5 separate regions of the Mus musculus genome follow, and regions 1, 3, 4 and 5 are each linked to region 2. The links are chromatin contacts, called in public Micro-C and promoter capture Hi-C maps. All regions are on one chromosome and are shown on one strand. The core of a region is the stretch at or near the end of the contact, and the rest is flanking DNA. Distances in the headings are between cores, read along the strand shown. Region 1 overlaps Gm30085 (a long non-coding RNA gene). Region 2 holds the start of Pdzrn4 (PDZ domain containing RING finger 4). Region 3 has its middle 85 kb from the start of Gm30085. Region 4 holds the start of Yaf2 (YY1 associated factor 2). Region 5 holds the start of Gxylt1 (glucoside xylosyltransferase 1).

Region 1 (5,325 bases), core at 737-3,236, 610 kb before region 2:
CCACCTTGATGATAATGGACTGAACCTCTGAACCTGCAAGCAAGCCCCAATTAAGTGTTGTCCTTATAAGACTTGCCTTTAGTCATGGTGTCTGTTCACAGCAGTAAAACTCTAACTAAGACAGTCAGAGATTTTTGCTTTTCTTTTTTAAAAGACAGGGTTTCTCAAACTCACAGAGATCTGTCTGGCTCTGCCTCCGGAGTGCTGGGACCAAAGGTGTGTCCCACTATGCCTGTTGGATTTTGGTCTTAAGTACAGAGGGATTCTTGATTTTGAGAAGAGAATAAAGTTGTCAAAAGGGCTTGGAGCAGTGTGGCCCATCCCAGGAAGGCTGGAGTAGGATACTGAGGGCTGGGCTGGGGCCACAGCATCACATGGCAGGCTGAATATTACACCATGCTTCATGGGCACCTGCAGACATCTGGCCTTCCTTAGCCCCAGCCTTATCATACTGCCACCAGTTAGTACCTGTTACTGACTGCAGCTGCCATCCAGAGACCCCTCTAGGTCTGACTTGTTCGCCTCCCTAGTGCTATCCTTAATGTGGTCAGGTGTGTCTAGTTAGCTGTGCCAAGTCCTCTACTGCACCCAGCTGTAACAAGGACTGGGAAGGCAAATGCAGCCAGCCTTCCACATCTGTGAGTTCAACCAAACGTGGGTGGAAAAACAATTTTTTTTAAAAAATGTGCATCTGTAGACTTCTTTCTTTTCATTATTCTGAAAGAGTACACTATAACATCGGTTTGCACCGCATTTACATCACACCAAGCATTTAATTATAAGAAATCTGGAGATTATTTTAATTAAAAGGGATATTTGCAGGGTATATGCAAATTCTAGACCACCTGATATAAAACAGCTGCATGTCCTCTGATTTTGGTGTGTTTGAGATGGAGATGGAGAACACCTTGGTACCAATTCTGGGAGCCAAAGGAGGACTGTGGAGCTCTTCCTCTGGACATTCCCCGAAGTGTAAGTCTCAGCAGAGGATTGCTTGATAACCCACAGTGGCATTCAGGGAGCCTGAACCCAGAAGGTCCTGGGTACTTACCACCTTCACCTTAGCTCCTACTCGAAGCATCTGGAAATAGGGACAGCATCCTCTCTTGTCTGAGTATATCACTCACGTGGCATCTAGTTGGCATGTACATTCAGTGTGTAGGTTGGTTGAGGAAGGGTGGGATTGCACATGTGTTTCTCTGAAAATATATAAAGGGTTTGTCAGGAAAAGGTCGCGTCTTACTCAGAAGGTATGTAATATTGTCAGGGCAGCGGAAATTTATTTCAATGGGTTTGGAGGGTTGAAGCTCATTATGGTTCTGTTAGATGTGGTCGTTTCTGAGGCTCCCCTCTGTTGTCTTACAGATGGCCACCTCCTCTTTGTGTCTCACATGGTCCCTTTTCTGTAGTGTATGCGTGCGTTTGTATGTGTGTGTATGTGTAGTGTAGGTCCATCTACACTTCCTGACTACCAGAATCAGTCAGATCAGACATGGACCCACTCATAGGACCCCACTCAACCTTTGTTCTCTTAGGTCCTGTTTCTAAGTCACATTCGGGAGATAGTAGGAGCTTCAGCATATGAGGTTTAAGAGTCTTGGGATCAGTACTGCAAAGGGCCATTCAGATTGTTCTAGTCTGAACTTTTCATTAGCATAGGCCAACAGGTAGCATAGGCCAACAGGCTTTTTTGGTTGTTTGTTTAATAACAGCCTTCTGCCTTTTTTTATTTTTCTGTGTAAGGAGCCCACTCTCTTCAGGAGAGCTGTTGTTACCAGTGGCTTTGCACATGCATATTACATCCCCTAGACTTGCCCCCAGCACACCCGCCTCCTTTCAGAGGAAGGCACAGAGGAAACAAGCAGGTGCTCTTTCCGATGAAACTGTGAGCATCAAGGACATGTGTTGGGCCCTATGTGGCCCTGGTTTGGGCCTTGAGGACAAACCCGAGCCTGGCTCAGTCACTTCCGTACTGGAGTGACTCAGCACGACCTGCTTGAGCCTGCCTTTGCCTAGCTACTGCTGACAGAATAACTTTGTTGGCTTTGTCAGTCACCCCACACCCTTCATCACCATTCCCCTCCCCCTACATCATCTCACCTCAGCAAAAAACCCCACCTCCTCTCTCAGCCCTTTATAAACAAAAGATTGATACAATTAAACAAAAGCAGGGGGTTCCTGCTTTGACAGACTCCGGGCTGGCTGTTTTAGGGTGGTGGTTCTCCAGAAGGCAGGAGATCCGGCTGCGACATTCACCATCTTGCTTCAGCCCCTGGCTGGACTGGGCTCTCTCCTCTCAGCCTGCCGGCAGACATGTGAGCCAGGCCAGGGCCTCTCAAGGACATGATAAGGGAGCCAGTGCAGTGATAGTGTATTTTGTTGATAGGGTTCAAGTTGGAGGGGAAAACCCTGACAGAATGAAGCCCAGATTTCTCAGGCATGGATTTCCTGTACTCTTAGGGGCTGAATTGGTATTCTGTCTAAAGTGTGTATGTTCTCTTAATCTACAACCATTTCCCTTCCGGTAAAAATGAAATATGCAAAGACCCACACTGGAGGGCCCTGGACTTGGGTAGCTTGCCCTTTTGACATTTTAAAAAAAGATTTATTTATTATTATTGTATGTATATGAGTACACTGTAGCTGTACAGATGGTTGTGAACCTTCATGTGGTTGATGGGAATTGAATTTTAGGACCTCTGCTCTCTTTGGTCCGCTTGCTCGCTCAGTCCCTGCTCGATCTACCCTAAAGATTTATATATTGTATGTAAACACACTGTAGCTGTCTTCAGACGTACCAGAAGGGGGCGTCAGATCTCAATATGGATGGTTGTGAGCCACCATGTGGTTGCTAGGATTTGAACTCAGGACTTTTGGAAGAGCAGTCAGTGCTCTTATCTGCTGAGCCATCTCACCAGCTCCCTTCTGACTCTTTTTAAATACCTCATAACACCATTCCCTGCCCACTGTGGCTCAGTGTCCTTAACTGACGCAGAATGTATGACTGCAGAGATAGTCCTTGCCATGAGGCCTGATGACCTGAGTTAACATCCACGAAACCCACCAAAAAGTGGAAGGAGAGAATTAATTCCTGTTCACAGACAGATAGACAGACAGACACTCACACACACACACTACATTTTAAAAATGGGTGCATTTGAGACTACATTTAAATATTCTATTTTGGCTCTCTTAAAGAAATAGCAAATATGATTATACAATGGACAAGATTATGTTCCTAACATTGCAGAAAATGATCGCAGTGTGGTCCTTCTAAGGATAGGTTAAGCTAATTTTAATGCTGGGTAGGCCGATTCTGCATCCATCGCAGGGAGATGGTTTAATCAGGCTGGGCCAGGCTGTTTACTCTGTGTACTCAATGCAAATCACCTACAGTACCCACGCCTTCTCTAGTCGGTTCCACATCCCCAAAGCACGCGCCTCCTATCTCCCAGCTCCCACCTTGCACTTGTACAGATGATTAACTACAAAGAAAGCTCATTTCTCCCAAGTGGGGTGGTAATACTGTTTTTCAGGAAGAAAATATGTGGTGAACCAGCACTTACCAATGTGAATGTATCTAAATTTTAAATATCTCTTTTACATATTTATTCACTAATAAAAAATGAAGTGGATGCTGGCTTTAAAAACTTTTTTTTTCTTTTAAAGTCAACCATCATTGCAAATGAGGAAGAATTGGGAAGGATTGTTGTATTTATGCAAAACTTATTTTTTCTGGGGGGAAAAAAGACGACACAGAGAGATTAAAGATATCCACAAGTCATCAATATGTCGGCTGTTTTAATTTAGCCTTCTGAATAAGTCTTAAAATGCACTGTCTTGCATAGGGCTTTATCAGTTCACCTTCCTCCAAGGAGATAAAATAAATGAAATCAGCATTCTTTTCCACTCCCTTGGCATAAATTATTACTTACCCTAAGCAAGATGACTGATGCTTTCTAAAGCTCTTCTAATTACGTGCTAAACAGATTAGCGGCTGAAAGAAAGTCCATACAGAGCCCTGAATGGAGAGGATTCTCTGACTACCTGCACATGGGTGGGAGAACTGTACCCTGCCAACTGTTATCATGGCAAAGGTCTATGCTGTTTGTTGTAGACTTTGAAACTGGGGATTTCCAAGAATTTCAACAAAGTAATATTTTTTTCCCTTCACCACCATTAGAGGACATCAGAAGGACCAAAGCTAGTGATTCAGATATTTGGTCCATTACCCCCACTCTTGCTTCTTCCCTATTCTGAGCTAGAGTGGAAGATTTACAAACAGCAGCAATCATCTCTCCCTCCCCAATAGGATGACTTAGATATATACCAGTAACGATACAGTGTGCTTGATGGAGAGGTTTAGGTGAGCAAGATCTCCAAATGGGGTCTGGAGAGAAGGCTGGGAAGCAAAGAGCACTTATTGTTCTTCCAGGAGATCCAAATTCGGTTCCCAGCACCCAAGTCACGTGGTTAAAAGTTCTGCAATTGTGGGCTCTTCCTTCCTTCCATCCTTCCTTCTTTCCTTCCTTCCTTCCTTCCTTCCTTCCTTCCTTTTTTCCTTCCTTCTCTTCCTGCACCCCCCCCCCCATTAAAAAAAAAAAGCTTTAGGCTAGTGAGACAGCTCAGCAGTTAAGGGTAGTGATACTTTTACAGAGGACCCAGCACAACATGGCTGACATTCCGTTCTAGTTGTAGGTTATCTGACACCCTCTTCTGGTCTCCAGGGATAGTGCACACATGTGACGCCCTCCTGTAAGGGCAGGCAAAAAGTTCAAAAATGTAAAGTAAAATAAGAACTTAAAAAGATCTCTAAATAATAGTCTGAGGATTAAGGTAGAAGCTATTTTTAAAATTAGCTTATGTTTGCTACACTTATTTATTTGGGTATGTGTGCACATGCGTGTGTGACAGTGAATGTGTAGACAATTTGCTTGCCAGTTCTTTCCTTCTATCTTGTGGGTCCTGGGGATCAGATTCGAGTCATGAGGCACGATGGCAGGATTCTTTACCCACCTAGCTATCTTGCCAGCCTATATTCGAAAAAGATAATACTTTAATGAATTCTTTGATAATTTTGCACATGTATACAATGTATTTTGATCATACTCACCCTTACCCTCTAACTCCTCTTGGATGTATTCTCCCCCAATCTCACGTCAATTTAGTCCAATCTGGGTCTGGGGACCAGGTGCTGGAGCATGGGTGACCTATCAGGGGCCATAGCATTAAAGACCACCCCCCCCCCAACCGCCATCAACTATCTGTCAATTACAAACGCCACTGTCTTTTAATATTTATTTTAAAAATTATTTTTATGGTTCG
Region 2 (4,881 bases), core at 925-3,424:
CCCCCTCGCCCCACCCCTCAAGAGCTTTCCCAGAGCCCACAGCAGCCCCTTGAGGCAGCAGAAAGCACAACCCTTGGAGAGCAGCATTTGATGATGAATCCACAAGGCAAGGCACAGAACAGTGGTTCTCAATCTATGGGTTGCAACCCCTTTGCTGGAATCACATTATCAGATATTTACATTATGATTCATAACAGTAGCAAAATTACAGTTATGATGTAGCAAAATAATTTTATGGTTGCGGGTCACCACAACATGAGGTATTAAAGGGTTGCAGCATAGGACAGCCCTGGCATAGAAGCACAGTTTGGTGGGATGCTGTAGTTAGTTCTTTATTCTGTAATTCTAACGGTTGCTCCTTTCAGCCAGCATTGAATCATGGACTGGCAGTGCATAGCAAACGTGTGTGCTTTTCTCTAGCTCATCCATTGGAATGAAGATTATCCTATACACAAGCAGACTAGGGAACTCATGTAGCCTCCAGTCTTTTTAATTTTTATTCTCTCCATTAACTAACTGCACAAGGTGCTGTGTTATGCAACGGCATTTTTACCCAAGTATGCTCCATGTGCATCGTATAATCAGAGCAGCTTCTCTCACATTGTTTTTCAGACTAGGGGTAGGAAGGTTAAAACAGAGGGCCAGGGTGGGAGGCAGATCTAAGCAACCAGTCCCAAACGGAAGCCCTCTCTTGCTCCTCCCCGGGGGGGTGTGTGTGGGGGGGGGCGTGTAGAAGAAGTGAAAACAGCACTTGAGTAGGGGGTACAAGTTCTGTCAAATCTTGCTTGCTCTGCCAGAGACCGTTCAAGTCAAACACCAACTGAAGACAGCTGATAAACACGTCTCTCTACCCAGGCTGCAGCTCGCAGCTCAGGACTAGCCCCTTCCATGAAGTAGGGAAGACAGCTGCCTCTGCCAGGTACTCAAGGAGGCACTGTGACTTCAGGCCTTTGTTCTTGTCCTGGGACAGGTCCCCAGGTAATAACAGGCACACTGGCCACCAATAAGGTCTCGTGAGGTCAGGAGAGAGGAATCAACAGGGAAGGTCGGTATCTCTGTCACCACCATCCCTCGAGGCCCCTGAGCTGAGGAAAGGGTGGGTAGTTAACTGATAGGCATATTTTGGCAGAGAAAATAAGTCTCTCACAGCCAATTAACCGGTTTACTTATAGAATTTGCTCCAGGCACAGGCCAAGGACGCGAAAGATGGGCAGCTTAGGTGAGCAGGGGAGTGGAAGATGAGAACAGAGTGTGGATGGGAAAAGAGTTCACTCAATTTCTCCTCCTGGAGAAGTTGAGTTTGACTCCCTTAATCCTAAACGGTGTTTCTGGGGCAGCGATGCAGATGAAGGTGGCAGAGCATAATCAGATGCAGCTCTGAAAAAGGGATGGCACCTCCATAAGGAGTCCTCAACAGTCGGGAAGACGCTCCCCTTCCCATCCCAACCGTGCTCTGGGGTTCATTCCCCTGGGCTTACCTGGCCGCGGCCTCCCGGGTTCCCGACGAAGTTGCGCGTGTGCGCCATGTACAGAGCCAACTTCTCCTGATACCTGCGCTGCAACAAGCTGACCTGCGCCCGCCGCGTCTTCCCCACCCCGACAGCAGGCGACAACCAGAGGCCGACCTCCAGGTCCGGGTGGCCCCTCACGCGCGTCCCCACTCCAGCAGGTCTTGGTCGCCGGGTGCTTTTCCTCCCCGCCGCCTCCGCAGCCGCCTGGGCAGTGGCTGTCACAGCCGCTGGCAGGGCCGAAGGCGCAGCGCTGGATGTGCACTGCCAGCACCCGCAGTCGCCCCTGTGGCCACAGCCCTGTCCGCTGTAGTTGCACTGCACGCGCAGTTGCTGGACCAGGCTGCGCAGCGGCAGCACCCGGTACAGCTCGCCCGGCGCCAGCGGCTGGCACTGCAGCGGGCACCAGCGTCTCCCCGCCGCCCAGGGCAGCAGGCAGCTGGCGCAGAAGACGTGCCCGCAAGGCGTGCACGCGGGCTCCTCCAGTACCTGGCCACACAGTAGCTGGCACTGGAAAGCGGGGTCCACGGCTTCCGCGAGACGCTCCAAAGCGAAGCCCATGCTAGTGGTGGGAGGGAGGAGAGCCAAAAGGGGTGTCCCCGCTTCTTCTTTCAATCACCCCCAAGCTGCGCCAGGGCCAGCGGTCTTACCGCTGCTGAGCTCTTTGAGGGGGGAGGTTTGTGTGTGAGCTCAGAATAAGTTTGGCTTGGAGTTTCAAAGCTGTGGCTAGGTCCTGACTTCTCTGTATTGAAGCTCATTGAAGCCACCTGAGTGAACCCTTCCCCATTACCCACTTCTTTATGGCTTTGTAATGCACGGTCTTTCAAGTTTATCCTTGAGAGGGAGGCTTGTTTACAGTAGTGTTTGGGCCAGCTTTATTCTTTCTCTGAGTCTAGAACTTGAGTCCCCCAGGGTGCTTTGTCTGGGTACAGCTGGCCATGGGCAAAGCATTGATACTGAGAATGTTAAAGTCTACCAGGGTGGAACATTCCAGGGATCAGGATCTTGTGTCAGGCAAATCCTTAGTTAGAAAGAAAAAAAGTTTGAAGTGATGAATACACTTTTGTTCTTTCAAGGGAGGTAACTAAAACAAAAAACAAACAAAACGTCAACTAAGAACTCTGACTCTAAAGCTTCCGCGCTGGAAAAAAAACAAAAAAACAAAAAACAAAAAACAAAAAACAAAAAACAAAACAAAAAAAAAAAACACGTAGGAAATCATCCCCAGAGCCAGGCTTCTCAAATCAAGATATGGAAATCAGGTGATTGTAGCAAAGGGTGATCTCTGAACCAGCAGTGAGGGTTGGGGACAGGCCAGTTGTCTGCCTGGGGCACTTTTTTCTTGCTGTGGGGGAAGGCAATGAGCAGCCTCCCTCCCTTCCGCCAGGTGAAAAGACTAAGGTTTCATTAACTGCAGCTTGCCTCCCAGTTCAGAGAATTGTCACGCTCTGTATTTTCCACTTTGAGAAGTATTTCACTACTGGGAATGGGCTATGAGAAACATTTTACTATTGGGCACGGGGTATGGCCTTTTGAGCACCTGGAAGAAAACAACAACAACAACAACAACAACAAAGTGATAATCATGAACAAAAGAGGCACGGTTTCTCTGCATAGCCCTGGCTGTCCTGGAACTCACCCGGTAGACCAGGCTGGCCTCTAACGCAGAAATCCACCTGCCTCTACCTCTCGAGTGCTGGGATTAAAGGCATGCGCCACCCCGGCCCGGTTAGAAGCCTCTCTTTACTCAAACAGAAGAGAATCATTCCAAATTCCAAATCCCTTCTAGTTTGTCCTTCGGTGTGTGGCCTGCCTTCCTGAAAACATAGGGGACCTTCCAGGGCCATCGCCTTCTCCCGAAACTTAAGAACACAAAGAGCCCATAACACCAGGTAACACCGGGATATAAGCACGTGGTTTACCGCCGTTAACCAGAAACCATGCGAGATGCTTGGGATGAGGATTCTTAAATTAATCACCCTCCTTGCCAGCTGGGTGCTGTTCGTGGAAGGCTGTGAAGAGCATCAGTACAAACAAATCCAGACTTGGTGATAATAATGGCAAATAGCTTCCAATCAGAACCTTCTGAGAGCTGTTGAGAGCCAAGGAAACCTTGAAGTGATGTTCCAGATATCTGAAATATTCTTTTTGTTTTTGTCAAAATAAAAAAGCTATATTGTATATGTTCTACACATCTATGTAGTCTTAATTTTTTTAAGGCCGATTTTATTTAGAGTTCTTAAACACATCAACTTCCCTTCTAGCCTACTGACTGGAGGTAGGAGAGGGAAAAAAAGGTTACTAGGAAAAGAGGGTTGAGGACCTGTTGAGAAGTAGCTCCCTCAGGTGACTCCACTCTTGGTTGTCAGGTTAACAGCAGTTCAGTTCAATAGCAAACACCTAACATGAGTCAGAAACCGCCATGTGATCCAGCAGAAACAGCAAAGCTCTGCGGAATCAGCATGAGTCAGCAGAAGCCACGGCATCAACCAGAATACCACAAGAAGTTCTTTTGAACGTTTCTCTCTAGTAAGTGAAGACCAGTGAAGACCAGTGAAGACCAGTAAGTAAGGCATTGCGTGGCACATCATAGCAGTAGTCTTTGTAAACACCATACACCCTCTGAAATGTCTGTTTTCAGCAAAAGATCATAAGACAGTTTCCAGAAAAACACCACATGACACAATTGAGTTTTTAAAGAAATCAAAATTTTCCACTTCAAAGCTACCACATAAATTTTATTTGCTGATATAGTTCAGAGTTTCCCTCCATTCAGTCTTATCTTTCTACAAACAGGCATGATAGTCCTATTATAAAAGTAAGGCATGAGCAGACTGTGGCACAGCGTTAGGAACTTATAACATTTTGATTATTGATGGGAGGACAGATGTCCAAAGCCATGACCGTAGAGAATAACAAGTTAAAACACAATGACACACAGGGCTGAAAAATGGCACAGGCCAATAACAAAACCAAACCAAACCAAACCAAACAAAAAACAAAACAAAACAAACAAACAAACAAAAAAAAAACAGGGAAACATTTTACAAGAGAAAATGTAAATTTGAGCATTTCCAAAAGAGTTAGGGAAACATGGCATGTGGTGTACAGTTTTATAACTAGCTCTTGGAACCATATGTTGTATATTATATTGTATGTATTACATATTATATTGTATGTAATATATACACACACACACATATATATATGCCTGCCATTCACATGGACAGTGTTTTCACATACTATAAATCATATCCATGGATAAAGATATGATAATACCGTACAATAATGAAAATAATATATATGTATGAGATATATATATATATATATATATATATATATGAAATTTGTTGAAATGACTTGCAGGCTATAA
Region 3 (5,367 bases), core at 2,550-5,049, 690 kb before region 2:
TGCTTGGGCTGAGGGTACATTTTTATGGCTTTTCAAAGCCATTTCCATGAGTATTTCAGACATTGCTACTCATCTTGGGTTACAGTGGGTTTGAGCCATGCCATATTGGGCCCTGTGTAAATATACCTGACGTGGTGACATGCAGGTGCATGGCTACTGTTGGTAAGGTGATGTGAATGTGTACTTGAATGAAAAGAATGTGGGCAGAGATAAAAACAAGCTGAAATGTATGGAGCACAACCGATTTATAAAAAATGCCCCGTTCACTACATAAGATTGTAAACAAAGGCTGTTTCTTATTGTTGTATATTTTAAACGAATATCTTTTATAATTATAAACACTATGTGGTGGTTTTGATGTGAACCATACACAATTCATCAGGAATTCTGTGTAGCCAATAGAGTTTGTCTGTAGATAATATAGAATGTTCCTTGAAAAGCATCTTGTTCTTAGTGTACATGTGTGTATTTATGTGTGTGTATGTGTGTATGTGTGTGTTTGTATGTGTATGTATGTGTCCGTGTTTGTGTGTATGTGTGTATATGTATGTGTGTATGTGTTTGTGTGTGTGTTTATGTGTGTATGTGTGTATGTATATATGTGTGTGTATATGTGATGTGTTTGTGTATGTGTGTGTATATATGTATGTGTGTATGTGTGTGTATGTGTTGGGGTGTGTGTGTGTATATGTATGTGTGTATGTGTGTGTGTATGTGTTGGGGTGTGTGTGTGTATATATATGTATGTGTGTATGTGTGTGTGTATGTATGTGTTGGGGTGTGTGTGTGTGTGTAGGCACACTCATGCCATAGCTCACAGGTAGAAATTAGAGGACAATGGGACTTTGATATATTTTTTTTTTCCACCTTGGGATGTAGGAATTGAACTAAGGTTCTCTGGCTTGCATGAGAAGTGCTTGTACCTACTTATCAATGTTGTTGGCTCCAGAATTTTTATGAAGCCCAGTTCTCAGTCTTTAAAAAAATTACACGTATATATTTATTTGCATGTGTGTGCTCACTTGCACATGCCAGGCAAGTAGATGCCAAGGGGCACCTGGAGCCTGCTGGAGTCAATCCTCTCCTACAATGTGAGCTCTGGAGACTGAATTCAGGTTGCTAGGCTCAGCAGCAAATGCCTTTGCCTTCTGGGCCCATCAGTTCTCAGCTCTCAGTAATAGGAACAAGTTTTACTCTATTGCAGCAGAGCGATGACTGAGTTTTTCTTCTGTTTGTAGAACACATTCTAACATCATTGTTATGTGTAGAGATGATAAAGACTGTGCATCCAACAAGTGAAGGACCAGGTGGTCAATTAATTAAGTGTATTGTTATTATTTTTTTTCTGTTTTTCAGATAGATGATAATTTGTACCTCAAATGTTGTTTTTCCTCTCTCTCCATTCTAAGTAATGCCACTTTCACCTTATAAATTCTTTTTTTTTAAGTGGGGGCTATGTAAACAGTGTCAGCTCCCAGACCCTATCCTAGAAGCTGCACAAAAAACGTCCCATTCACTACATAAGATTGTAAACAAAGGCTGTTTCTTATTGTTGTATATTTTAAATGAATATCTTTTATAATTATAGACACCATGTGGTGGTTTTGATGTGAACCATACACAATTCATCAGGAATTCTGTGTAGCCAATAGAGTTTGTCTGTAGATAATATAGAATGTTCCTTGAAAAGCATTTTGTTCTTAGTGTACATGTGTGTATTTATGTGTGCGTGTTTGTGTGTATGTGTGTGTGTATATGTGTGTGTTTGTATGTATGTGTCCATGTATGTGTCCATGTTTGTGTGTATGTGTGTGTGTATATGTGTGTGCGTATGTTTGTAGTTAAGGATGGAGTGGTGGAATGCCAAAGGGCGGTCCTGCTGAGATGATTCCTGAAAGAGGTCTGAGAAATCTGGAGTTCTCTCGACAAACTGCATGTTGTGGGGTGGCTTGCCTAGATTGAGGGGTTTCTTTCTAGTTTTGTACTCACACCAGGACTTATTGCTTCCTGGGTATTTCTTGCTACACACCATGTCTTCATGTTAAAACTCACTTTGTAGAGAGGAGCTTGGGTATGCAGTCCGCAGCAACCAGGTCATTGAATTCCTGACACAGCGAGAAGCAGCTCTAGACTGGAAGCCCAAGCCAAGGGTGTTTGTGGCCTAGGGGGCATCTCTGTGCATCTGTAGAAAGCCCAGCTTCTTTTGGGGGAACCTTCTCTTTGGCATGTACCATAGTGTGATTGTAGGTGATATCCAGGAGGTTTTTCTGTGTAGTTTGCAGCTGTAGAGGGGAGTAAGTGAGAGCCAGAGCCCAAGAGAAAGACCAGGGGACCACCTGCTAGGAGATTGCTTTTGATTTCAACTAATTCAGCAGTTGTTTATTGTGTAACTGCTATGGGCTGATCGGATTCTAAGACCATAGAAGAACATAAAACAAAACAAAACAAAACAAAAAACTCACAAGAAAAATAGCAAACTTTAACTTTATGGAAGAGAGAGATGTTTTCTTTGGAAACAACAAGAACAAAGGAAACTCTGGGAAAGGGGAGTGGACATGGGTGGGTGGAAGTAGTTCCCATGGGCCTATAGGCTCCATGGCAGTGAACTTATAGTTCCCAAGTGTCACCGTGAAGCACAGTAGAGACTCTGCATTACAGTGTGATGTGCAACTGGGCTCGATCTCGTATAACAAGGAAATTCACCCCATGGAACCTGAGACATACCGCACGTGTTCACTGTATGATATGCTCTATGGTTAACTGGAGAGAAACTCTTAAGGTTTTCAAAGGAGAGAATGGCAGGGTCAGGCTGGTAAATTGATCTGGGTCAATAGCTTCTCTCTGGGCCTGAAGCAGGGATGCAAGGAGGCCGTTGAAGGGTTTTAAGGTAGAACTAGGGAAGTCGGAAGTAAAGAGAAGGTTCCACATGGCTCTGCAAAGCTTGGAACCTACACAGACGAAGAGCAAGAGATGCAGGACAGTTACTGTGTAACCAGGTCACCAGTGAAGTGGGCTGTAAGGGTGAAGGATGCATCTGAATAAAAGAAAAAAATCAATACTGCTTGCACGTAGTTTCAGGTGACAGGAAGTTCTGATGGAAACGGCCTTTGGGGCATTTGATTTCTAAGTCTGCTGGGGAAGTTCTGGGGGGCTGGAAGTCTTTGCTGTTACTAGATATAGGTGTTTCTTGGGCATAGGGCATGTGTGAGCTTGCTGCAGAGAAGTGGGTTGCCTAAGGAAGATGGCAGTCCAAGGACAGACACCAATCACCATAGATCTGGATGTGGACAGAGAAGTGGGCCCTTAAAGGAAACCTGAGGAGGCCAGAGGACTGAACCAAGTTGTTCTGCATCAGTTTCCTGGAGGGAGGCAAATGTGGAACTTCTGAGACCATTTTATTAATATGAGAAATGTTTATTAAACACCCTTGGCTGTGCTTTGGCTTTCCCACTAATTACTTGGTGACTGGCATTAGGCGCCCAGATGGTTGTACTGTTGAAAACACATATGATTAACTCCACAACGTTAAGAAATGGCTGAGAGTGAGGTCCCCTGGCCCTCAGCAGGAAAACACAAGACTCTCCTCGTGCAGCGGGCAAAGCTATGTTGGAGACCACCAGATGGGAACCCGGCAGAGGCACGTGGTAAGCAGGTGGCCTGGGGACCTGAGCCCAAGGCCTGCTGTGTGGCTTCCATCCAGAGCCACCCCTGGCAAGCGCAGCCTCCCGTAGAAGCCTCAGAATCCTTCCTTAAGCCACGAGGAGGCTGTGCCTTACCCGTTTCTCCCCCAAAGCAGCCCGTGCAATCTGTTCTGATGCCGCTGAGCCAGCAGGGGGTTGGGGCAGGGGGCAGCACCAGAGCTGTGCTGCAGCAGCTGCGAGGGGGTGTTGAGGAAGGAATGTCCTACTTCAGGAAAAGCGAACAAAAGCCTCCCTGTTACACAGAAAGAGTTTAACTAACAGGTGCTAGATGAGAGGACATCTCGGCTCAGGCCATAAGCCTTAGCTTCATCTGCAAAATACATTCCTGGAGATCTGTGGCTGAAAACGTTGCCACACACAAAGGTAGACGAGCTAAGGAAAACAATGGCCTAAGCTATATATCCTCTATATGTATATTTCATCTATCTATTATCTGTCTATCTATCTATCTATCTATCTATCTATCTATCTATCTATCTATCTATCTATCTATCTATCTATCTATCTACCTACCTACCTATTACCTATCTATGATATCTCAGGAAAGGGATAGGTACTTTTGTTATGGAGAGACTCCTAAGACCACCAGGCTTTGTTTTTGCTTCTGGCCTGCTAGTGCACAGGAACAGTTGCTGATTCCAGGGGTAGGCGCACCCCCTGCCCCTTCCCCCCTTCTTGTTTTTTATTGAGGCCCCTTCTTAAATGCTTTGTAGAGCTATGTGTTAGCTGTTGTAAAATACTTTCACTTCAAACACTTGGGATACAGTGTATCTGGCACCTGTTTTGCCGAAGGAGAAACTAGTTGCCTAGTGCCCCGGGGATTTTGCTGTTAAAGCTGCCCGGTAGCAAGACTGGGGTGTGAACCAATACAGGGCTTGCTGGGGCCCCACTGCTTCCGGTCTCAGTGCTCAGCTTTCTGAGCTTCACACACAATGATTTTGGATTTGCATCCACTGCCTCCTAGGCAGTTCTACTTCTGAATCTAGAACTGGGTTTTGGAGAAGTCATGAGGTTGGGGTCTCAGAATGGTGCCTCTGTGTTCAAAGTTGGAAGAGACTATATGGGCTGTGGCTCAGCTGCCTTCCTGTCTGTATCTCCGGCATTAAAGATCTCTCTTCAGCCTCCAGGCTGGGAGTCAGATGGAGGGAAACAGGTTCTTCGGACTGCAGAGGAAGACCAAGTCAACACCGCGGAGTGTCATGAAGGTAGAAACAGAAGACAAACACTGAGTGTAGGATATGTATACTCCTTAGGATTTTTGATGTGGACTGGAGACTACATCAGAAAGTAAAAGCGCGCACATTCACGCCAGCAGTATGAGTGGAGCTGTTCCTTTCCGGAATAGTTTCGCTGACAACTGACAGCTTACTGCTAGTTAGAGGCCATTGCCTGCCTCGGCTATTCCTGACATCTTTGGGGGAGGGGTGGGGAGGGGATGGGGTGGGATGGTGTAGTAACACTGGCAGATTTCTTATTGCTGATTTATCGTTGAGCTTGTCTTGTCTCTTGTTTGCTTGGTGAGCAGTGGTTCTCAACTTTCCTAATGCTACAACCCCTTAATACAATTCCTCATGTCGTGGTGATCCCCAACCATAAAATTATTTCCGTTGCTACCTTCTAATTGTAACTTTGATGATATTGTGGATCATCATGTAAATATCTGTGT
Region 4 (4,832 bases), core at 1,169-3,668, 940 kb before region 2:
ATTTTCTCAACTGAGGTTCCCTGCTCTCTGATGGCTCTAGCTTGGGTCAGGTTGACATAAAACTGACAACCACACTGAGGAAACATGAGATAGTTACTAGTGTCAGCTAGGACCCTGTGGGGAACTACAGAAAGGATGGTGTGTAGATGCTAGACACAGGTTCTCTCATTGACAGGTATAGTCCCGGAGGCTCTGCAGTAGAGGCAACAGAGCAGAACAGAGCTGGCCCAACGGGATTGCTTCTCTGCTGTCTGCTTCCACCCCTCTTCTTGCCCCCCCATCTTTTAAAGATTTATTTACTTTATGTATCTGAGTACACTGTACTAGGTCTCATTACAGATGGTTGGGAAGCCCTTTCTGCTTCTCTTTAAAGAGGTAATTAAAATGAGGTCATCAGGCGGCTGGTGAGATGGATCGGCGGTTAAACGCACTGACTGTGCTTCCAGAGGATCCTGGTTCAATTCTCAGCATCCACATGGTGGGTTAAAACTGTAACTCTAAGCCGGGCGGTGGTGGCACATGCCTTTAATCCCAGCACTGGGGAGGCAGAGGCAGGCAGATTTCTGAGTTCGAGGCCAGCCTGGTCTACAAAGTGAGTTCCAGGACAGCCAGGGTTATACAGAGAAACCCTGTCTCGAAAAACCAAACAACAACAACAACAACAAAAAACTGTAACTCTAGTTCCAGGGGACTCAACACCATCACACGCACGCAGTCATACATGGAGGAGAAACACCGATGCCTATATAAGGAGAGAGAGAGAGAGAGAGATCATTAATGTAGGTGCTAATCCAATGAGTGACGTCCTTATAAGAGAGCATGGCATAGGCAGAAGTGATAAAAAGAGATTAGGATACAGGCACTCACATACAAAGATGTCCCTTTGAAGGTGGGACCTAGGTAGATGGCTATCTGCAAGCAAAGTGGAGCCTTGGATGAAAGCAGCCCTGACATCTTTATCTTCTACTCGGAGCCTCCAGTATTATGGGAAAAAACATTTCCATTGCATAAACCACTCAGCCTCTTTTATCTTGGAAAATTAACGCAACCTCTAATATATAACTTTTACACTCAACTAAGTCAGACTCTCTATTCTGCAAAAATAAAGTAATACTAAGCACCCAAGCAAACCCCACATAAAACAATCTTTTAAATGCTTTTCCAAATTTCTAGTAACTCAGTGCCTTGTGCAAGTGCTCCATCTCTGAGCTGTATACTCCCACCCGTTCTGCTATAATTCATTTTGACTTTCTTTTCTCAGAAGCTTGAAGCCTATTTCCCTCTTAATTACCCCAATTAATATCATATTCCCAATGATAAAAAGGAGAGCATCCTCCAGTTTGGTTATTAACTCTTGTTTGGTAAGTAACACATCAATACAGTAGTCTCCCTTTTGCTGGAGTTTTGCTTTCCTGTTTCAATTACCCACAGACGATATAGTTCAAAATATTAAGGACTTCCTAAACAGTTAACTCCTCAAGTTTTTAGTTGCCATCTCACTCTGAGTATCATGATGAAAATTTGCTCCATCCTGCTCTGGCCCAGCTGGATACATTTTCTAAACAACCTTATAGTATCCCAGGAGCCACACAGTCAGATCAACTGTTAAGTACGCAGTGCCTGAACTGGGTCCCCTTCAGTTAGTTAAGCCTGATGCGGAGGCTACAACGCCTCCATCAGCACACCCAAATAAGGCAGAAGAAGGCAGGGCTCCGAGAAGGGATGGATTTCATCTCTCCTTTCTTCAGGGGCAGCTTTCCTGATGACGGTTCACCGACTTGGCATGCTAAAGTCGCCCCTCGATCAGAGGGATGTCAAGCTAACTCTGGTTGTGGGGTACCCGCCAGATCGGCGAGGTGGGAAGCAGAGCTTCAAGGACCAGCGAGATGGCTGTTTGGGTCTAGCAGGCGAGGTGTGTATCCCCGACAGGCTGGAGTAAGGAGACTCGGGGAGGTGGTGTCCAGGGCACAAGCAACCTCGTCTGCCTTACGTAGGCTCACGAGCGTCCGTTTTATAACAAGCCACTGCAGAGCCCCGTGAGGCCAGGAGGACGCCGCTGCAATTAAAACCGGATCAGACCCTGGTTTCGTCACGTTTGAATTATGTAAGCTAGAGCAGGGCACCGAACCTCTCCCGAGCCTCTGGGTCGCTTCCCCAGAAGGAAGGATGACAGTCCCCGCCGCGCCGGGCGCACGCGTGTCTGCGGGCGCCTGCCATCGCGCCCTTCGGGGCGTGCGAGCCACGGCCGGAGCGCTCCGGGGCAGCCAGCGGGCGGGCGAGCTGGAGGGAGGCGGCGCCGCGAACTCGCCGCCGGTGCTGGGCCGCGCTCCCCGCGTTTGAAGTCTCCGGCGCGGCCGCTGGTTGGCCGGCGCGGGTCACGTGCGCGCAGGCAGGAGTTTCCCCGACAGCTGGAGGCTGCGTGGGATCCGGCGGCGGCGGCGGCAGCGGCGGCGGCGACGGCGGCGGCGGCGGCTGCAGCTCGCGGCGCGGCCTTCCCCGCCCCCTCGCCTCCGCGCTTCCGCCGGCCCCTCACCCCGGCGCTGACAGACCGGCGCGCGTCGGCAGCGAGCATGGGCGACAAGAAGAGCCCCACCAGGTAGGGCGCCCGCCGGCGGAGCGCCCGCGGCCCGGGGTCCCGTGGCGTGGCGTGGAGCGGCGCGGCGCGGGGCGCGCGCGTGTGTGTGGGGAGAGGGGGTGCGGCGCGGCGCGGCGGGGCGCGCGGCTGCCCACAATGGGCCGCGATGGCGGCCGGGGTCAGCGGCCGCGCTCCCCTCCCCCGCGCGGCGCCGGGCGGGGCGGGGGTCGCGGGCCGGGCGGGGCGGGGCGCGGGGCCGGGCGCGGCCTGCGGCTGACCCCGCGCTGCGTCGTGTCCGGTTGTGTCCTGCAGGCCGAAGCGGCAGCCGAAGCCCGCCTCGGATGAGGGCTACTGGGACTGCAGTGTCTGCACCTTCCGGAACAGCGCCGAGGCCTTCAAGTGCATGATGTGCGATGTGCGGAAGGGCACCTCCACCCGGTGAGTCCGGCGCGCCCGTGGATCCCCCGCGGGGCCCCCCGCGCGACGCGGGACGGCGGGGCGGCCAGCCAGGCGGCGGCCGCGGTGGGGCGCGACCCGGCTGAGCCGCGGCTGGCGGCGAGGGCTCGGTGGCGGCGGCGGTGGCGCCTGCTGCGGAGGATGAATTATCCATGGGGGTCGCCGGCCGCTGCCGTGCCGTGCCGTTCCATGCGTGGCCGGTGCGGTGCCCCCTCCCCAGCCGGGCGCAGAGACCGTGATCGCTGGTCGCATTGTGGTGTTAGTGTGCGGGGAGGGGGCGGGGACGGGGAGCCGGGGCGGGGGAGGGGACGGAGGAAAGGCCGCGATGTCACTCGGTCCCCCTGGGGAAAAAGTATCGCTTGTAGGATCGTAATGGATTAAACTTTCTTAGTAACGGATGTCCGGAAAGGGTCAGGCCAAGGTTTCGCGTCTGGGTTTTTTTTTGTTGTTGTTCTATTTCTGTAATAATTTTTTACAGTTAAGTAGTTGGTTGGGAGGTGAACCCAGCAACGCAGTTTTACTCCAGTGCCTGGATATTTTTACACAAACGAGATGACATGATCTTTGTCTGTTGCCGGCCCTGGATTTGTTGTATGGTAGGCATATAGTATTATAATTGTCTTTCCAAAAAAAAAAAAAAAAACCATTTAAAAGAGTTAAATTTAGGAAATTCGAACTCAGTAGCATTCTTGATCTGTCTCCACTTGGTCATAGTTCCCTTGGGAAGGCCGCCTTTAAATCCACTTCTACAGTGATTTGTAGCAATATTTAAGTAAGGCATTTATTTTGCTGCTATGAAGCCTATTCAAATACAAATGATTACAGAATACGGGGAATTTTCTGTTTGAAACAGAGGGCCTGTATAATTTTGACATTCTAAATAGTCAAAGTTATTTCTAAAAATGATGTATCCTGTTTTTTTTTTAAAAACTCAGTTTATAGAATTTTACTAACATTGTAAGTGTAGAGACATGTCAGGATTTTATTGTTTCTACAATACTGGTTGTTTTTGACATACCTGTCATAAATCTCAATAGGTTTTTACTACGAATTCTCATTTACATTGAATACAATATTTTTAGTATTTCTTGGTGTCTATTAAAAAGCAAGGTTTTAAATCCCTTTTAAGTTCAAGGAAAGATTCTAAAAAGAGAAACTACTTGCTATTTCTGGACTCACGTTTTAAGTGTTTTGGAAAGCACGGTGTATATGTCTATATAAGGATGGAAACGGCTTAGTGTATAATATATGTGTATTTGTAAATGAGCAATATGGAGATCATTTGACTTGGGTTTTTTTTTTTTTTTTTTTTTTTTTTGCTTTTGTTTTTACTTGTATCCTCTCATACTTTTAGACGAACACTGGATTAGAAGAGCCTATTTGTTTATTTGCAGGGACAGCAAGGATGGGGGCAAGCTGGTGTGTCCTACTCCACAGCCAGTCTTGGGGTTAGAGGAGCCCCGAGAAGTAGAGTAGGTGGTGACACTCAGAAGAGAAGCACCAGGCTGAGTCCCTGACTCCTGGAAGAAGGAGGATTGTAGCACACAGGGGAGCTGGCCCACAACAGAAGTGGGCCTGCTTTAGAGAGGCCTGAGACCCACCTGCAGGCCCCTGGCTTTTTGTTTTTGTTTTTGTTTTTGTTTTTAACCAGTAGATCCAATTTTTAGTGGTGGAAACATTACTTGAGGAGGACTCAGAGAAGCATTGTCATTTGGATTGAAACTGAAGAGGCTCTGGGCCCCTCACCAGAAGTCTAAGGGACACCGTGTTCCTAAAAGTAGGTGCTCAGAACGGTGTCCCT
Region 5 (4,666 bases), core at 1,250-3,749, 880 kb before region 2:
GGCTTTGAACCTGTGGTGGTAACCCTGCCTTGGCCTCCGAAGTGCAGGAATTACAGGTGTCAGTCATTGAGGCAGCTTTCCTCAGTATCTTTGAAATGGGCCGTTCTGCCTGGGTCCTCACTCTTTACTCTAGCTGGTACCATGTCCTCCAACTCTCCCTTCTTGTTAGTGCTCTTGTAATTCTCTGCACTCTTTTATCTTTATTTCTCTGAGAATTGTAAGGTGTGTTAGAAAGATGTACTATTCTCTTTGTTTTTACTGGCCTGTCTCCTTTTTGAGGGTAGGACACTCCTTTATTCCTGAATACTGTGCATCCGAGCCTCTTGTCTGGCATGTAGAAAATATTCAATAAATATTTATTGAATGAACAAATGTATGTTTTTTTTTTTCTCCTTATACATCTTCGTTGTTCATTGGATTTTTTTGGGGGGTGGGGGGGGAGTTAAGGCATGACATTTAATCCTTCTGAGATGGAAACAGCCCATAGTTCATCAGGTGATCTTGCCATGGTCATAGAGCCAGGGAATGAGAGCTTTTATGCCTGTTATTGTCCCTCACATTGTCCTTTGTGGGCACACTTCTCAGTGACCCAGATGCAACTTGAACAATTCAATAGCGAGGTTTTTCTCATGACGTGTGTGTGCACTTTTAAGTGTGCATGCATCTAGTTTTAAGTGTGTGCTTTTCAGTGTGGTTTTGCCTGTATATTTTTAAAATATGTGCATTTTACTTGTATTTTAAATGTTTTTGTTTCAAGTGCATTTTAAAAATATGTGTTTTAAGCGTGCATCTAAAGCATTTAATTGTTTACATGTATTTAGGTGCATGTGCAGGTTAAGTGTGTTCAAGTATATCTTGTGTGCATTTTAAGTGGATTTTTAAGTGTTTAAGTCTCAGTTTTGGCTCTGGATTCGCTTACTCCAATCTCTCATCTCTGTCCCAGCCTTCACTCCAACCAGACTCGCTCTCTAACATGCAAATGTGATCATCTTCCTTCCTTCCTTAAAAACCTTCAAGCAGATCAAGTTCAAACTTCCAAGAGTTTCCAAGAGTAACTGCTATCCCTCTCTGCAGTCTTAACCACTCCCCGAGTCCTTTCTTGCGGACTCATCCTGGCATCGCGCTTCTCAGTCTCCTGAATACGAGAGCCGCTTTCATTGCTCGCTCAGTCTAGAATTCCTTCTCTTAAGAGGGCCACCCTCGCTCAGGAATACTCTGCTATACTAACTGGAAGGTACAAGCGACTCACTTTGGGGCGTGTCCACACCCGGTGGCTATCCTGTCTTTGTACAACAGCCTTCTTCAAAAGGGAATAAGAGCTTTTGCACCAGATGTGAATGGCGTGTGTATTGCCTGGGAACATGGATTCGGGTTGGGTGGAATAACACGTTCCAATACAGAATAAAGTCAGAAGTTAAGGCAGTTTCCAGATACCGGTTGGACCATCAGATTGATTATAGCAAACAGGAAAAACTGACAGGTGTCAGATCTCATCTAATGACATTTTAAGCTTTCAGAATGGTGGAAACCATTGATTCGATGAGGTTGCTTTAAAGGTTTTGAGCCAAAAGTATGTTGGGTATGACACGATTGGTCAACGAAAGCCTATTAAGGGACTAAGAATAATCATAGAGTTTAAGCTTTGTTAAATCGTCCACAGGTCTCCCGTACCAAAGTCCCCGAGCTGCACATTCTCAATATCTGCCTTCCTCCCCGTCCCTAGGTCCCTACGAGGCTTCAGCGTGACCCAGCTCAAGGCGTGGAGTGTGGCGGGAAGGAAGGGAGGCCGGGTTTGGAGAGGACCAGTTTTGCTTTGGGTATGCAAATGATTTGTCAGCAACGTCTAATAAGGCTGCCTTCCCAGCCTTGTGTGGATGGGCAAGCAAAGCACCATTGCACTACCGCCGCCTTACGACATCCCACGAAGCACAGATGTTTTAGACCCGACGCTGAGGTCCGTGAGGAGCAGGATGGGTCGAGGAAGAGTTAGCAAGTGCGGTAACCACGGTTTCTTTTTAGTCAACGCAGCGATGCCTGAGAATTCAAGTTGCCCAGCGCCACAAACTGCGCAAAGAAAAATCGCAGATTTAGGGCAAGGGCCTACAGCCCTGCTTCTTTCGCTACACTTGTCCACAGCTCAGAGCCGGGCAATCTGTAAAGAGGAACCAGCATCCATCTCAAGGCTCGGCGTGAAGGCCGGGAGAGCGCCAGCGCTCAGCTCCGCTTCCGGGTGCGCTGCGGAGGCGGAGCCTTGGCCGGGCGTTGGGGCGTGGCCCGGAGGCGGGACAATACCAGGCAGGGGCTGTGGTTTGAAACAGAGGCGGGGCCTGCGCCGGATGTGGGAGGGGCTGTGAGCGGGGCGGGGCATGGCAGGGCTAGGGGCGTGTCGTGTGGGGTGCTGGGCTTGGGCGGCATGGGACCGAGTGGGACCTGGCGGGGATTCGGGCGGAGGGGCGGAGCGGGGAGGGGCGGGAACCAGGCTGGTCACGCTGCGGCTGCGCGTTGCGATTCTTCGTAGTTCGCCCGGGCGGGCGCGGCGGCGGCGGCGGTGACGGCGGTGACGGCGGCAGCGGCGGTGGCGGCAGCGCGGGCCGGGATGCGGCGCTACCTGCGGGTCGTAGGGCTGTGCCTGGCCTGCGGCTTCTGCTCGCTGCTGTACGCCTTCAGCCAGCTCGCGGTGTCCTTGGAGGAAGGAGCTGCCGGGGGCCGCAGGCCGCAGGCCGCGGTAGTTTCCTGGCTGGCGGACGGTGGACGCGGCACGGGGAGAGGCGCGGGCAGCGCGGGCCCGGGCCGGACGGGCAGGTATGAGCCGCATTGCCGGGAGTGGAGGTCTGGGAGGGCCGGACGCGCCGCTCCATCACCGAGCACTGGCTGGCTGGCTTCAGATTCAGTGTTAGACCAGTTAGAAATTGAATCGCTTTGCAACTTTCTGAAAGGTTCGTTGGAAGTAAGTGGTGTCCCACAAAATCCTAATTACACTGCGGCTAGTGGGATTCCCTCCTGTTTCCATGGAGTCGAAGCTGAGTAATTTGAGAATCAGGCTGGCGCCCTAGTTGAGCCCTCCACCTCCCAGGTGTCTAAATTTTCCGCCTAAATCTTAGCTTTTTATCAGTAGCCGTAGCTAAAGAAATCTGGATGTGGCATAAAGCGAGCTGTGAATTTTTATTTTGAAAATATTCGTTTTTTTGGAAACGTAAAGGAAGTTCAGAAACATGAGTGATACTTAATATGCTTATATCTATGGGAGGAGTAAGGTATGAAGAAATCACTTTAAAAAAAAAGAAATGAATATTTATAACACAGCATAATGAGTTGGTGGATTTGCATAAGTCACTGCCACGGTTAGAATCATGAAATTTAAATGGAAAACTGTTTGGGCAGTTTACTTAATTCGCACTGCCTCCTTGGTGGATTCCTGTGTTTGGGCAGTTCTGAGACCAACTAATTGGAGAGTGGAAGACAGGAATTGTAAAAAGAGTACATCCACTTTGAGCTGTTGTCTATGTAGCATCTGAGAGTTGATGGTCTTTTCCAGCGGGAAGCGGGTAAAAGAGAAGCTAGCATGGAGATAGTGAGCTCTTGGTTTATGGTTTGATTGTAGTCAGAGAAATGTGGGGTATAGGTGTGCTCTCAGGTTCCACTGCCTACAACCTACACCCCCAGACCCCCAGTAGGATTTGCCGAGGAGAGCGGAGGCAGGAGGACCATGAGTTCGAGGCCAGCCTGGGCTACACATTTAAAAGCCTGGCGGTGGTGGTGCATGTCTTTAATTTCAGCACTCGGGAAGCAGAAATAGGCAGATCTCTGAGTTCGAGGCCAGCCTGGTCCGCAGAGCAATGTCCAGGATATCCGGGGCTCTACAGAGGAGCCCTGTCTCAAAAAACAAAACAAAACAAAACAAAACAAAAGTATTAATTGCCCAGAATTACATAAGAAGTATTTGGGGAAAAAAAATCCAACTTGGAAGGAAAACATTTTTAAATGGTAAGGACAGTGTTTGAGAGAAATCTCCTTTCAACTAGTATATCCTATTTGAAACGATTATTTCAAACTAGGCTTGGTGGCTTACACCTGTATTCTCAGCATTCAGGAGGTAAGGTAGGAGGATGGAAAATTCAGTACCTGTCTGGTTTTCATTGGGAGTTCCAGGCCAGCCTGGGCTGCATAATGAGACCCAGGTTCAACAGACCAAGGACTGAGTTTGTATCCCAGCCATAAGGGACTTGCCTTGTCAGGTGCCGAGTTCAACCCCTCCAGGAGTTAGAGAGAGTAGTAGAGTCAGTTGGAGAAACCCGTGCCTCCATCCAGTCACTTTTGCAGGCGCCCTTGATCACAGGGTTCCTTCTCTGCTACACTGAAGTATAATCGACAAGAGTTACCTATGTTTAGTACCAACAGCTTGATATTTTTGACGCACATTCTGAAATGATCGTCACTTCTTTTCAGACTGGCTAGACCTCCAGTTCATGTTTGCTGAATCGTGTCGACATTGGTAGGATATACTACTGAGAATGTAAAGACGAGAGACGGAGAGGGCTTTTGAGTCACCAACTTTACTTTGCCACGTACTGGGTGTGTGACTTCCTGATTAGATGTGGAACATTTGTGAGGACTGAAGTGACATAGTTGCATAGATTGCTTAGTGCCGTACCTGGCACCATAAAAC

The links. Promoter capture Hi-C pulls out the DNA fragments that hold promoters and counts their contacts. A called contact is a pair of places that touch in the nucleus more often than the background predicts.
Region 1: a Micro-C map of embryonic stem cells shows a contact between it and region 2, with 2.6 times the contacts expected there. The contact joins the enhancer-like site here to the promoter of Pdzrn4 in region 2. A contact is called at or near these places in 3 of 39 promoter capture datasets (embryonic stem cells, hippocampal neurons and pre-B cells), 1 of 484 Hi-C or Micro-C datasets (embryonic stem cells), 2 of 115 datasets of contacts at active chromatin or transcription factors (both in embryonic stem cells) and 1 of 9 other capture datasets (embryonic stem cells).
Region 3: a contact with region 2 is called in a promoter capture Hi-C map of hippocampal neurons, with 4 times the contacts expected there. The contact joins the enhancer-like site here to the promoter of Pdzrn4 in region 2. A contact is called at or near these places in 7 of 39 promoter capture datasets (the 3T3-L1 cell line, the C10 cell line, cranial neural crest and 4 more).
Region 4: a promoter capture Hi-C map of embryonic stem cells shows a contact between it and region 2, with 5 times the contacts expected there. The contact joins the promoter of Yaf2 here to the promoter of Pdzrn4 in region 2. A contact is called at or near these places in 3 of 39 promoter capture datasets (cranial neural crest, embryonic stem cells and hippocampal neurons), 1 of 484 Hi-C or Micro-C datasets (forebrain), 3 of 115 datasets of contacts at active chromatin or transcription factors (embryonic stem cells, forebrain and stem cell-derived neural progenitor cells) and 1 of 9 other capture datasets (adipose tissue).
Region 5: a promoter capture Hi-C map of embryonic stem cells shows a contact between it and region 2, with 4 times the contacts expected there. The contact joins the promoter of Gxylt1 here to the promoter of Pdzrn4 in region 2. A contact is called at or near these places in 5 of 39 promoter capture datasets (the C10 cell line, cranial neural crest, embryonic stem cells and 2 more), 2 of 115 datasets of contacts at active chromatin or transcription factors (astrocytes and embryonic stem cells) and 1 of 9 other capture datasets (embryonic stem cells).

The regions. Positions count from the first base shown.
Region 1 is chr15:93,002,827-93,008,151 of GRCm38.p6, reverse strand. Gm30085 (a long non-coding RNA gene) reads right to left here. Exons shown (of 6, transcript XR_384349.4): 3 at 1,052-1,199. Among named protein-coding and RNA genes, the nearest start is that of Gm30085, 4.0 kb to the right of the region's middle. Within about 2 kb of position 1,986, at least 62 of the 459 cell types and tissues checked have an H3K27ac peak or open chromatin away from gene starts, as enhancers often do. A contact at or near this core is called in embryonic stem cells, where this site is marked.
Region 2 is chr15:92,394,103-92,398,983 of GRCm38.p6, reverse strand. It overlaps Pdzrn4 (PDZ domain containing RING finger 4), which reads right to left and starts at 2,174. Exons shown (of 10, transcript NM_001164593.1): 1 at 1,479-2,174. The coding sequence starts at 2,069.
Region 3 is chr15:93,083,568-93,088,934 of GRCm38.p6, reverse strand. No RefSeq gene overlaps it. Among named protein-coding and RNA genes, the nearest start is that of Gm30085, 85 kb to the right of the region's middle. Within about 2 kb of position 3,799, at least 14 of the 459 cell types and tissues checked have an H3K27ac peak or open chromatin away from gene starts, as enhancers often do. A contact at or near this core is called in hippocampal neurons, where this site is marked.
Region 4 is chr15:93,334,521-93,339,352 of GRCm38.p6, reverse strand. It overlaps Yaf2 (YY1 associated factor 2), which reads left to right and starts at 2,418. Exons shown (of 4, transcript NM_024189.6): 1 at 2,418-2,596; 2 at 2,888-3,013. The coding sequence starts at 2,571.
Region 5 is chr15:93,273,012-93,277,677 of GRCm38.p6, reverse strand. It overlaps Gxylt1 (glucoside xylosyltransferase 1), which reads left to right and starts at 2,499. Exons shown (of 7, transcript NM_001357006.1): 1 at 2,499-2,802. The coding sequence starts at 2,597.